Linked DNA regions of Rattus norvegicus: region 2 is linked to region 1. Evidence: chromatin contacts called from public Hi-C data. All regions are on one chromosome and are shown on one strand. Each heading gives the region's core, a stretch centred on a gene start, on an enhancer-like site or on the middle of the called end of the contact. The rest is flanking DNA. Distances are from core to core; before and after follow the strand shown.

What was found. Hi-C and Micro-C count contacts between places; a contact is called where the count stands out from the background.
Region 2: a Hi-C map of the A7r5 cell line shows a contact between it and region 1, with 6 times the contacts expected there. The contact joins two enhancer-like sites. A contact is called at or near these places in 4 of 12 Hi-C or Micro-C datasets (the A7r5 cell line, Schwann cells, mammary epithelial cells and 1 more) and 1 of 1 datasets of contacts at active chromatin or transcription factors (oligodendrocytes).

Annotation. Positions count from the first base shown.
Region 1 is chr11:84,357,747-84,364,080 of GRCr8, reverse strand. No RefSeq gene overlaps it. Among named protein-coding and RNA genes, the nearest start is that of Hes1, 150 kb to the right of the region's middle. Within about 2 kb of position 4,055, at least 15 of the 93 cell types and tissues checked have an H3K27ac peak or open chromatin away from gene starts, as enhancers often do. A contact at or near this core is called in the A7r5 cell line, where this site is marked.
Region 2 is chr11:84,538,399-84,544,877 of GRCr8, reverse strand. LOC134481019 (a long non-coding RNA gene) reads right to left here. Exons shown (of 2, transcript XR_010056167.1): 2 at 2,428-2,773. Among named protein-coding and RNA genes, the nearest start is that of Opa1, 150 kb to the left of the region's middle. Within about 2 kb of position 2,602, at least 9 of the 93 cell types and tissues checked have an H3K27ac peak or open chromatin away from gene starts, as enhancers often do. A contact at or near this core is called in the A7r5 cell line, where this site is marked.

The sequences.
Region 1 (6,334 bases), core at 2,806-5,305:
TCAACACAGAAAACGAGGGAACAAAGCCAGCTGGGTTTATTCGTTCCTTCACAGACTATGGCTTTCCTCCTCGTGTGAGAGGAGACATACCAAGTATGGCAGCCCTTCCCATCCCTGAGGGAACCCCAAACCTCCAGTAGGACTGCACTGAACTGTGCACCTCCTGAGGTAGGTCGCATTTGTCCTGCCACGCTGCCACACAAGACCAGAGTTAATCTGTCCTTTCACAGTTTATGCTCTGGTCCCTTCAGGATATTTGTACTTAGGGACATTATTAAATGGAAGAGTCATGAACCCAGTGCTTCTCAACCTTCCTAATACTGCGACCCTTTAATACAGTTCCTCATGTTGTGGTGAGCCCCCCTCCCCCCACCCTAACCACAAAATTACTCTCGTTGCGACTCCATAACTGTAATTTGACTACTGTTATGAACTGCAATGTAAATATCTGATAAGCAGCATGTCTGATATTTGAAGGCCATCAAAGGGTCCTTCAACTTCCCAAAGCGGTCAAGCCCCACAGATTGAGAGCCTTGGCGCTAACTGACCATGAACAGTCTGATAGCTAAGATAACCAAGTGGCCACCGTCAGTGAGTCAGAACCGCGGTGTGAGGGCTCTGGACAAAGGAAAGGTTCAGGTCCTGGGAGGATCCAATGGGACAGTACAGGGCTTCCAACCCTCCTGAAAGTGCTGTGCGCCGTAAAGCATTTTGTCTTTAGTATTTTATTTCTGAGCCGTAGTTGATCACTGTAATTAAAACCACAGGAAGCAAACGGGATAAAGACAAACTACTGTAACTGACTGGGAAAGCCGGAGTCGCACACACCCCCCTCCTCCTTGTTTGACCTTTGGAATTGACATGGGCCAATTCGAGAATCAAATCAAACAGTATAAATGCTCTCGAAACTCGATGCCACGGTGACCAAGAAACCCCAGAGGAAAAATCCGTGAAAACCCCGTCAAGAATCTGCTTCATCAAATCCAATTCGACCAACGTGCTTCATTCTCAAGCCCCCTGCTCTCCGAAGAGCCATCTATCTCTCTGCCAGTCTCAACATCGGTCTTGTTAGTGACCATCACCCCCTATCCTGCAGTGTCAAACAGCAGCGGTGTGCTCGCCCTGCCAGGAAAGTGTTTTCACGACCATGGCTCCCGCATGGCTCACCCTGTGTTTAGTCAGTCCTGTGCACCCTGCCATTTCTTCTAAACTGAAAAGGCAGGGAAAGAAGAGAAGCCGAGAACCCTCCCCGCGGGCGGCGGCGAGTGGATTGACTGCTGTTTCCCTGGCTCACTTTCCACTGTTGTCCCTGACCCCTGCAGATCCCCCTTATGAGTTAGTGTCCCGGAATGTCTCTTTATTAGGTGTCTGGAGAAGGGAAGCTGTCTTGATGCCAGCGCCCCACACTGAGGACTTTATTAGTTTTTTAATTTTCTGTCTGGGTGCCCCTGCTGCATCAAACTTTCCACAGCTGTTAGGGGCTGTTGAGCGCGTAGCCTCTCTGGGCCCCTTCTCTGTCCCCACCCCCTTCTTAACAACATGGGAAACTTCTGGACCCTTTTGCAACAGAGACTCTAAAATACAGATACATTGTCTCTTGTGAGCGATTGTTGCCTCCCAGCTGCAAGACGTTCTACTGAAGAAAATCTGGTTCGCAGGTTCCTTGACTTGGAAAAAGTCTGTCTGTGCAGTATGAGGACATGCAGGTCTGGAACCCTGTAGATCAGGCAGAAAAGGAGAGGGAGATTGCTTTCTTTTCAAGATTAACTTGGAACCTGGCCCAGAGCTTGATACAGGGTTCACAGTGCTCCCTTCCAAGCGGACATTAGGAGAGCATTTGTAGACATTCTCCTCACAGGCTTATAGCTGAGGTTCTGAGCAACAGACCAAGACAATTGCTCCTGTCTCTCCCAAAGGCAAATAAACGCTAATCTATGCACTGGCACAGGCACAGCCCCTGCTTGCAGACAGGGGATGCCCTGGGGAGCCCCTATGAGGAGCAACAGTCCACAGGAGTGTAAATGGTGAAGCCCCTCACCACCACCACCCCCTGGGGGCTACAAAGGCTGAGTGAAAGGACCTGAGGGCTCAGAGAATGGATAGCACCCTCCCAGCTCCAGTGCCACCAATTTGCTTTCTAGTGTCTGTCTTTAAGCTCCACTTTGAGGAGACTTTATTTGTGGGGTGAATGCCAAAGCCCAGAGAGGAGAAAACCCTTTGGTTGGACCCGCCTGGGGAACAATTTTACCTCCGAGATCCAGTCGGTATTTGGGGTTAATCCCTCTGTGGATTGACTGGGTTGAAAGCCCTGAGCAGGTCAGGGGTCCATTACCCCTTGTGTTTACATATAAACTTCCTGGTCCTGGGAGACAATCAAAGCCGAGGGGGAGGGGAAGGAAAGAAAGGAAAGGAGATTTTTTTTTAAATTAAATGGCCTGCCCTCTAAAAATAAATCAGCCAAATGGAGAGGAGCTTTGCTGAACTAAGGTTTGATTTCAATGTCCATGTGTAAATATTTCTTTAAGGTTCCATTCATTATCTATATATTGAGGCTCCAGCATATTGTAAAACAGAATTTGAAACAAAATATTGAAACACATTTCCATGCCTAGATAAATTCTCTGAATCAACAGCAGGAAGAAAGTCAGAGTCAGAGGCGTAAAGCCACTAACATGCCTTGGCCAGGTTTTGTTGGGTTGATTAGACGTTTATTACAGGTTGAACTGATAAGAGAAATCATGAAGAGAAGCTAAAAATTGTGGTATTTAAAGCCAATTTGAATCGACTGAAGACATACAGGTAAGCGAGTGAAGCATGGTGTTAATGCCGGATAATAGCAGATAACCCAGAAAGCAAAAGAGTTAAGAAAAATAGAAGTATGCATTTTCTCAACGTGCTCAGAAGATGACCAAGCAAATTGTACAGTGGAGTTGGGAATAGAGAAGGCTGAAAAAATGCAAAATGGCTGTTCAAGGGGACAGTTGCTTTATAAGACCTCTACTCTGAATAACTTGTTAAAGATTATTCTTAGAAAGCAAAAGTTCTTCTCTCTTTTCCTTTTATTTTATTTTTTTTAATTCCAAGAAAGACACAGATTTAAGGGTCTGTCCCAGATGTGTACCAACATTAAAATATTCACTACGAAGCCATGGGAGCCCTACTGTCTAAGACAATCAGGTAAATCAGAACGAAGGATTTACACTCGAAACTACCCATAACAAAACAGATCACAAACACCTACTACCACACTACCCTCCATCAGTTTCTAAATGATAAGGGTTGGGGTTGGTTTTTTTTTTTCCGGGGTGGGGGGGTTTCAAGTATTAAAGATATTTCTCACTATTTGCTCTTGACAAGTAAAAAGGAAAGCATCTCCCCTATAAAGACTGTAAAAGAGTCTGAAAAGACAAGCATCTGCATTTTGGTTTTCAAACAGCTGTGTTTGGTCTACTAAAGGAAAAAAAAAGGCCAGCACTTAGGAGGCAGAGGCAGGTGGAGCTGAGTTTGAGGCCAACCTGGGTCTAGAGAGTGAGTTCCAGAATAGCTTGGGCTGCATAGAGAAACCCTGGAGAGAGGCAGGGGGTGGGGGTGGGGGTGGGGGATGGGGCAATGAGTAAACAAAAATCATTTACTTTGGATTTTTCTTTGTGTGCGTCTAATTTCTTTTCCTGGGTATAGTCTGTGAGCATCAGATCCTACCCTCTACACTTGGCTAATCCCTCCCGTTTTCTCATCACCTGAGTAAGGACACCTCCCAGCAAGAAAGTGTTTCAGAAGGAGGCTAAAAGCTGAGAAAGAATGCCAGCAAAGGCTGGACAGCCAGCCAACCAGAGCAGAGTCCAGGCTTTCATGCCCAGGGTCTCAAAACCACTGAAAGAGAAGATCGGAAGAGTCACAGACATGGCGTTTGGGGGTGGGGGGACTGCTGTTCTCTTCACTCCTTTGCAGAATGACTGTCAAGGTGAGGTGGTTTCTAGATTGAGCAAGTATGATGGTTGAATAAAGGAGAAAGAATTCAGGGCCCAGTGACAAATATCAGACATTGCCAGAGAGCAAGTGGTGAGTCACTGGGTGACATCAGACTGGGTTGTGGGCAGCAGGAATCTAACAATGAACAGCTCTTTGGTTTCAAAATGCCAAGCGGACGGACTCTGGCTCCTATCGTTTGCACCCCAAACCAGGGCACTTTTGAGAGAAAAGGGGGTGAATTATAATTATACTGGGGGAGCCCGTATGAGCAGAGACTGCCCCAGATTAATGTGCTTACTGCTGTCCCTACTTACAGTCCCCTCCAAAGCCAAGAGAGCAAATGGTAGCAGCCCTCTGAATCTCCCTCCAGACAAAGCTCAGCTGACTTCTTGCCTGCAAAGAGGCAGTCACGGTGACAAGGGGTGGGCTCTGGAGGAGTTATATCATTGAACAGGTTCAGGAACTGGGCAAGCCACACTCTTAGCATGTATTGGAGACTTAATGTTGTTCTTTGTGATCGTGAAGATGGTGAGATGCGTATGCAGAATCTACATGTAAATTTGAGAGCAGAAAGAATGAGAGGGGAGGGGAGAGAGAAAGGGAGTGGAGAACAAGACGGGGTAATGAAGTTAGACACACTGAAGCAGGAAAGACTATTTGGGGTAAGGAAGGGGACCAGCAAGGGAGAGAAAGTAGAAGTGGGGGGGGGGATGAGAAGATAGATAAAAACCAACGTATAATGGCATGTATGTGTAGCCATGCTGTGAGATGCATTATTTGACGTGATAACTTTAAAAAAACAATAATTTTTAAAAAGATGGTGAAAAGTCTATTAGACTGTTTCCTCGCTGGTGAACTTCAGTTCTCCCAAAAGCATCTGACCCCACGAGATCTCTGTCCGGCCATCTTGTCTAAACCTTGGGAGGCAACGTCCATTGTGAAGGACTGGGCATGCAGGCCTTAGTGTCCCACAGGTAGAAGCCTGTGAAGCACATGAGGTTTCAGTCATTGTTCATTTGGGTGAGGTAATGTAGCAACACTGCCAAAGCACAGCCGGAAGACTTGTAGAAACAGGTCTGAAGCCTTTCCCACGCCAGGTGCAGGGAGCCTTTGAGTTCGAGCTACCCCAGCCCAACCGATCTATTCATGACTCACGTGAGAAGAATGTTCACTGCTTAGGGAGGAAATGGGAAGCCCGACCTCAACTCAACCGGCACACAAAGAGATCCTCTGCTCCCCTCCCCAGTGACCTAAGGCAGTCGGTGCATCTCCACGATGGTCCCCAAGAGACTTCGGGTGACACAGTCACAGTCGGCCCCTAAACAACTGGGGATGTGTTCTGGTAGAGAGCTGTGGCAAGGAGGCTGTCTTAGTTAAATTTCCTGCTGCGTTGATAAAATGCCCTGACAAATACAACTTAAGGGAGAAAGGGTTTCTTTTTGTCTCACAGTCCCAGGGTTCAGTTCGTCATGGGAGATGAGCAGGAGCTTGAGGCTCTGCTCACATTGTGTCCAGAGTCAGGAAGTGAGATTGGTGAACACTTATGCTCAGCTTCCTGTTTTTTCAGAGTCAAAGACCCCAGCCTAGGGAATGGCACCGTCCACAGTGGACAAGTCTTCCCACCTCAATTAATCTAATTGAGATAACACACCACAGGCACGTGCAGAAACCCATCTCCCAGGTGATTCTAGATCCGTCCAAAGAGACAGGTGAAGTTAATCACAGGGTACAGTGGGTAACCACAGAGACCAAGTGTCAGGCTATAAGACTGAGGTAGAACACATGCCACTGGGTGGGTTGTGCAGTCATATACTCAGTGACTCTTGGGCATTCTGGAGTCACAACCTGCCTCATAAAAACTTTCCAGGGCATATCCTCACAACTGGTCTCCCAGTATTTGTATCTGCCCTCTGAGTTGCAGCCTGAAGGATTTCCTAAAACACAGGCACATGTAGTCTTTCAGAGCACCTCCCAGGGTGGAGGGGAATCGGTTTGTGAGCAGGAGTGTCCTGCAAACAGCTCAGTGATTCTCATCCTCTAATTCCAGACTTCCATGACCCCTCATGTGAGAGTCAAGATGACCCGCCCTTCCTCCTCCTGCAGCCAACTTACTCTCAGCTGCTCCTTGGCATCTAAGCACTTTTCGTATTCCTTTATCTCTCTAAACCCTTTCTTTTGCCCACACCATCCTATCTTCCTTTGAAAGTATTAGACGGCTATGCCCATCTGAGAGGCCACCCGTTCAGCGGAGAGGACGTGCCTATCCCAACTCTGCCGACGCTCTCAAGTCAAGCCGCTGCTGGGTGGCTATGTCACCTGGATTGGCACCAATGGTGCCATGGAATGTCTTCACCCGCACAGTGAT
Region 2 (6,479 bases), core at 1,353-3,852, 180 kb before region 1:
CAGACAGACTACATTTGCTTGTCTCCTTTGCTCTGGAGCTGGGGCCACAGGCAGGGAATGCAAACAATGTGGCCATGCCAGTCCCTGAGAGGTCTGGAAATGCTTTTCTAATTGAGCTGCAGGCTGCCTGGAGGGGAGACAGGGATGGAGAGCAGTGAGGGCTGGAAGGGCAAAGAGGAAGAAGGATGTCTGGTACCTGCCTGGGTGCTTTGAACCCTGGTGAGCTTTGAGACACCCCCACCCCAAGGCACCACCTATGGTGGTGAGAGAAGGGAGGGGCAGGGATCTGTCCCTGTTAGAGGTTAATCCCTGAGGTGTTTCCTTCATTGGAGCTCCTGTTTGTTCCCATTCATGGGGCCACCTTGAACCAATATACTTGCTGTGACAGGAAATGTGTATAGGGATAAGCTTGGAAACTTCTGCAGAGTGTTTGTGGAGCGCTAGACATCCCACCCCACCACAAACATGGGCGGTAAGGGGACTTACATTTTTAACACACTAGGATACACACACACATTCTACTTGGGCTCTCTCTCCTTCTGTTTTCCATCAGACAGCTTTAGCTGGTCTCTGGCTCTTCAAGGCCTCTGGTCCCCCACTCTTGTTTGTATTTTGGGGGCGACATCAAACAAGAGTGGCGACAATTGGAGCATGAGTAAGATGACGCCCTGCACCAGCTTAGTAGAAGGCACAGCTTGGGAGGATATTTGGCATGGCTGGCTGTCGAAGATTGAGGGGGTCGCTGTAGCAGAGGTGACTCACAAAGCCCCATGGGAAAGTGTTGCAGTCTCAATAGGTTAGAAAGCGGTTCCTTACACTCACAGGAACTCACAGGGCTAGTCAAAGCTTTCCCCTCCCTTTACCTGGGACCTTCTTAAGGAATAACTATTCAGACAAACTTTCTATTCCTCTGTTCCTCTCTCAACAGTCTGAGGAGTATCAACTGCCCAGAACGAGGAGTCTGGCTAGCATCAGGAGTCTAGCATCAACTAGCTTAGAACCAGGGGCCAAATTAGAGATGAGCTTCCTCTCCAAATCTGAAGGGCCAGGGACACTCAGGAGCAGAGAACCAGAGGCCAGTCATCAGGACACTCACTGAGCCATGCCAATACTTAGGGTTCCACAGTTTATTTATTTATTTATTCTTTAAATATTTTATTTATTTATTATATATGAGTACACTGTAGCTGTCTTCAGACACCAGAAGAGGGCATCAGATCTCATTACAGATGGTTGTGAGCCACCATGTAGTTGCTGGGATTTGAACTCATTACCTCTGGTAGAACAGTCGGTGCTCTTAACCACTGAGCCATCTCTCCAGCCCGGGGCTACACAATTTAAATACCACATTTAGACATTTAAATGTTTGCTGTGTGAGCCAGGCTGGCCCAGACTCCCAGCACAACAAACAAAGGGTTAGGATAGCAAGGGTCTTTTGCCTGGAGTGGGGAAGTGGGGGTGCATCCAAATTTAGGGTGAAAGCTTTCCCCCGTGTCCTCTGGGGCCTGGGACTAGAACAAAGTCACCAGAACCTTTGAAAAGAAGATGCCCTTGGGTCCCAGACAAGATGGTGAGCACTAGACAGATGTGTTCAGATTTGAGTGTGCACCTCAGGGATGAACTGGCATGGTTTTCCTTGAGGAAAGGCCCAGAGGCCTGGCTCAGAATCACCTGCCTGCCATTAACTTTGGGAGAGATGATCCCACAGATAACATTTCTCCCTACCAACAGTCTAGTCCTGTGTAAGAAGCTGAGGATAAGCTCTTGGATCAGATGAACAGCACACAGCAGCTCTCTGTCTTCCTGCAGAGGGAAGCCAGTGTCCCCAAGACAAGGACTGTGGCATACTCCCACACCCCTCTCCAGACACATAATAGCAGGTGTGACCATCTTCTTATACTGCCCTTATAGCTGTTTCTTAGGAAAAGAACTTGGATCATTAGGAGAGGAGACAGGGCTACATTCCCAGCCATTCTTGCAGCTGGAGTGGTCAATGAGATGTGAGCAGAAGTCACCAGGTGGTCTTCAAGGGGGCTGACTTATTGGATGGGGCCTCATGGCGACCCCTGCATTTTCCTACTTCCTTTCTGGAAAGCACTGAGAAGGCAGGGGCTTATGGTCATCTTGGCCCATGAAGCCATAGAGCCAAGAGCTCTAGGATGCTTGATGATCCTGTGGACTGCAGCCTCTCTACACATGTATTCTCAGACATCTCTGCCAATTGTGCCTGAATCTGGCAAAAATCATGGTGACTAGGATGTGGTTGGTCTGGGCCAGGCAGACTTCCTTACACACACTCATACACAGTGAACCCCTGATGCCTGGAGACGCACACAGGTTGTCTGTGGCCTAGGGGGTCAAGCTGGGGCTGAGCCTGGCAAAGGCAAGATGTTAAACAGTGAGTGTCTGTGCTTTAAAACAACAGTCTTAAAAGAAAGAAAGTTTCACCTTAAATTAGGGATCAGTTTGAGCCCTCTGGCTCTGAGGTAGGAGCCAGAGATGTCCTGGCTGTCCTGGGTGGAGGTGTGCGGGGTGTTGGGAGAAGTGGCTTCTTGGGCAGCCTCTTTCAAGTGTCTCCATCCTTTGGACCCATAGGGGGCACTAAGGAACTGTGGATCTTGTCTTCTTTCTAGCCGAGGTCTGTGCTAAGACCTCCAGACCTTCAGCCATCCCTGGAGGAGCTGTGGAAGAGGGATGAGGGCTAGCGCAGGGCATGACTAGGTTCTAGTAGATGGAATGAAGTCTTCTCTCACCTCCCATCATGCTTAACGATCTAAAATGTAAAAAGGGGAGAATATGTGATTCAAAAGCCCGAAGACAAAACCACTGACCTCCCAACTCTGTCACCCCACCATAGGGGCGGCCTTCTCCCTTCCAACCCCCACCTTAGATTAGGAAGAGGCCTGGGAGACCACTCACTTGGCAGCCGAGGAAAGAGAAGGCCCGCAAGGCTAAGCAATGAGTGCAAAGTGAAGCCAGCCACCAGCCGCTGCTCTGGGACGGTAATCTCGGTGTTCCAACTTCCAGTCTAGCGGCGCCCCCACCCCCATGCCCAACACGCCCCCTCCACTGCCTGGGCCACATTTGTTTTCTTTTCCGGGCCCTGGGGGACTCTGGCAGGGCTGGGGGTCTGATGTGAACTGGAATCTGTTCAATTTCACCTCTCATTGCGCCTGCCAGCTCCGCTGACGGAGGCAATTAGAACCAGACATCCCACAAGGGCATTCCAGGAAGCTCTCTTAAAATTCCACAGCGGCTGGGGACTTGCCTTTTCCTGCAGGGATCATCTGGTGTGTAAATAGCTAGTTGTGTAAGACACGGGATGGGAGGAGGGAATCTCTCTCCCTCTTACACACACACACACACAACACACACACACACACACACACACACACACACACACACACCCAATACGCATTCATCCACAGAGAGACAAAAAAATCCCAGCAACCCTATTACTTTTAACCTTCTGAAGGGAGAAGTTAGGAATTTACAGGCCTCCCCTGGGAGCATCTAATTGCTTGCTTCCTGGGATGGCTGCCGTGTTTGCCTTGGACGGTGGGTGGCAGGGACACTGGGGAACTAGGGCAAGACGTCCCAGGCTCTCTTCTACCCACTGCAGATGGCTGTTCCCCACTCTCTCCCCCGACTTCTCAGGGATAGGCTTGTAGGGGTTGGAGGTCAGTGTAGCTAGTAGTCATATATAACTACCCGTGGTCACGAGGAAGCCACAAAGAGGAAATGGGAAGGTGAAACTCTGGCTCAGAAGCTGTCTATTTCCTCTAACCCACTTTACACCCCTGCATTGGAAACGGGGCAGCCCCGGGGGCCAGGAGCCAACAGGAGCCCTGTTTTCCAAGCTCCCATTTCTCTGTTGTCACTTGAAACCTGGCTTTGGCCAACAATGTGCTACTGTGTAAGCAGACCCACAGAACCTTTTGTGGGAGGCACTGAGAAAGAGCTTAAAGGTATTGGGAAGACAGCTGGGGAAGTATGTCTACTTCCTCTCACCCACGGGGGGTGGGGCGCGGGGATGGGAGGCAGCTTCTCATAGGGACTTAGACGAGGCTAGCAGGGATGGCCTTCTGTCAAGTCTACATTCCCCAAGCTATAGAGCCCATCTCTTTGTTCCCCAGCCTGGGGTGCTGTCATCACCAGAGCACAGCCCCTCCCAGCTCCTCCTTTGACACTGGATTTTGGTGTAATACGGTATCTAAGTAGGAACAAAACAATTCTAAAGAACTAATTGCTATGAGGCTTAACAGACAAGCTAAAAACTCTGACTGCCTTCACAAAGATGTCCTGGGCTTTGGGATGAATTGGTGACTAGTCACTAGTTGGGGGTGGGTGTCTTCCTTTTGAAATAGGGTCTTCGGTGTGTACCCCAGACGGATCTTCCTTCCCATCCCACACTCCCAGTTCTGGGGTCACAGATGTGCCACCAACCCTAGCTCCGGAGCCTGCAATCGGTGACAGCATGTTACTGATTGAGTTTTCCTCCGTGCTTCCGGTTCACCGGTGATCTCTGCTTCCTGATGTCTCTTAGGTCTCTGTCTGTGTTCCAGATGCAGCCGGAATCACCAGACCAGCACTCAGGGAGGGAGGGGAAGAGGAGGATTCACTGAGCCAATTAGCTGGTGGTTTTGGTGTGTGGAAGGGAAAGATTGATTTATTTGTTCACTCGACTCCAAAGACTTAATGTTGAGTATTGTGTAGGGCAGAGAGGAGAGGGTGACGGAGGAGAGGGACACAAGGCTTCATCGTGAGGAATTCAAACTTAAGGGCTGGTGGGTGGCTCTAATTAGCTCTAATATAGAGACAGAGCCTTACAAGGAAAGGAGGACTAGAGGTCAGGACAGAGGGAATCACTTCTGTTGACAGTAAGTGAAGAAGGATTGCTGGAGTCCGTGGCATTGGAACTCTGAATTGGTCTATGCCATGCAGGAGTGGGTGAGAGGACAATCCAGTGTGGGGTGGCAGCAGGGAAGAGAGTGATGGTTGGTTAGGTGACCACAGAGGGTCACATTGGTTGGTTAAACTGATTGGAGTCAGAAAGAGCAGTTTGAGCCATCAGGTTTGAGGAATCTGTTTTGACTTTGTGAGTGGACAACACATGGGCACAGCTACCCTCGGGAAAGGTCAGCAGCAGCGTGTGCAGGGTGCATACACGCCACCCTAAAGCATGGGGCGGGGTTGTGGACTATCTGAGCTCTGCTGAGTGAACATCACTCCTCCCCTTTCGGCATGAATCTACAGCTCTCAGAGAGAACTGTGGTCCTGGGTTTAAATGGGTCCGAATCAATAGTGGTCCTCAGCAGGATGGAAACCAGGTGCCTTTTCTGAGGGTGGGTGCCCCTCTGAGGCTGAGGCTGGGTGCCTCTCTGAGGCTGGGTGCCCTTCTGAGGCTGAGGCTGGGTACTCTTCTGAGGCCGGGTGCCCTTCTGAGGCCAGCCAGCTCTTTTGCTCTTCATTAATATTTGTTTTTAGTTTATATTTATGTGTCTCTCTGTGTGTGCTTACACACACACATATGCATGTCCATGGATACCAGAAGATGGTTTGAAGCCCCCTGAAGCTGGAGTTGCCAGAGTCTGTGGGCCACCTGATGCAGGTGCTCGAACCGAACCTCAGTTCTCTGGGAAAGCATGCAGTGCGCTAAGATCGTGAGCCGCCTCTTGTTTTGGTTTTTTTTTTTGTTTTTTTTTTTTTTTGTTTCTTTTTTTTCTGGAGCTGGGGACCGAACCCAGGGCCTTGTGCTTGCTAGGCAAGCGCTCTACCACTGAGCTAAATCCCCAACCCGTGAGCCGCCTCTCTAGTTCAGCTTTACGCTTCACTTACGTCTTTAAAAATCCATACATACGTGAGTAACAGCAGCTAATGAAAGAAGAGGGCATAAATTTGAAAGAGAGCAGGGGGAGTAGAAGACAGGGAAGAGGGAGATGGTGTAATTGTATTAGAATCTGGAAAAGTAAAAGAAATAATTTGTTTGTTTTTTTTTTAAAAAACAAAGAGGTAAACTTGAAAAAGTTGTTAAAAACAAACAAAAACAAAACAAAATTTTAAAAAAAACGAAGAAGTTCATATAAACTGTCATCGGTAGAATATCTAGACAGTGAGTAAGTGGTCTTCGGCCATCCTAATGCTGCCACCCTTTGATATGGTTCCTCACGTCATGGTCACCCCCAACCATAGCGTTATTTTTGTTGCTACTTCATAACCGGGATTCTGCTACTGTGATGAACTGCAATGTAAATTATCCGATATGCAGAATGGTCTTAGGTGACCCCTGTGAAAGGGTCATTTGACCTCTCTAAGGGGTCACAACCCGTAGGTTGAGAACCTCTGACCTAGGTGGTGACTCCATTTTCCCCCACTGCTCCTCTGTTAGGAGGCTGTTTATCAAACGTCTCCAGTGAGGGAGAGCTCACTTCCTCATGGCATAGTGCAGGAACAGGTCGGGCCCCGCCAAGAGAATGGGA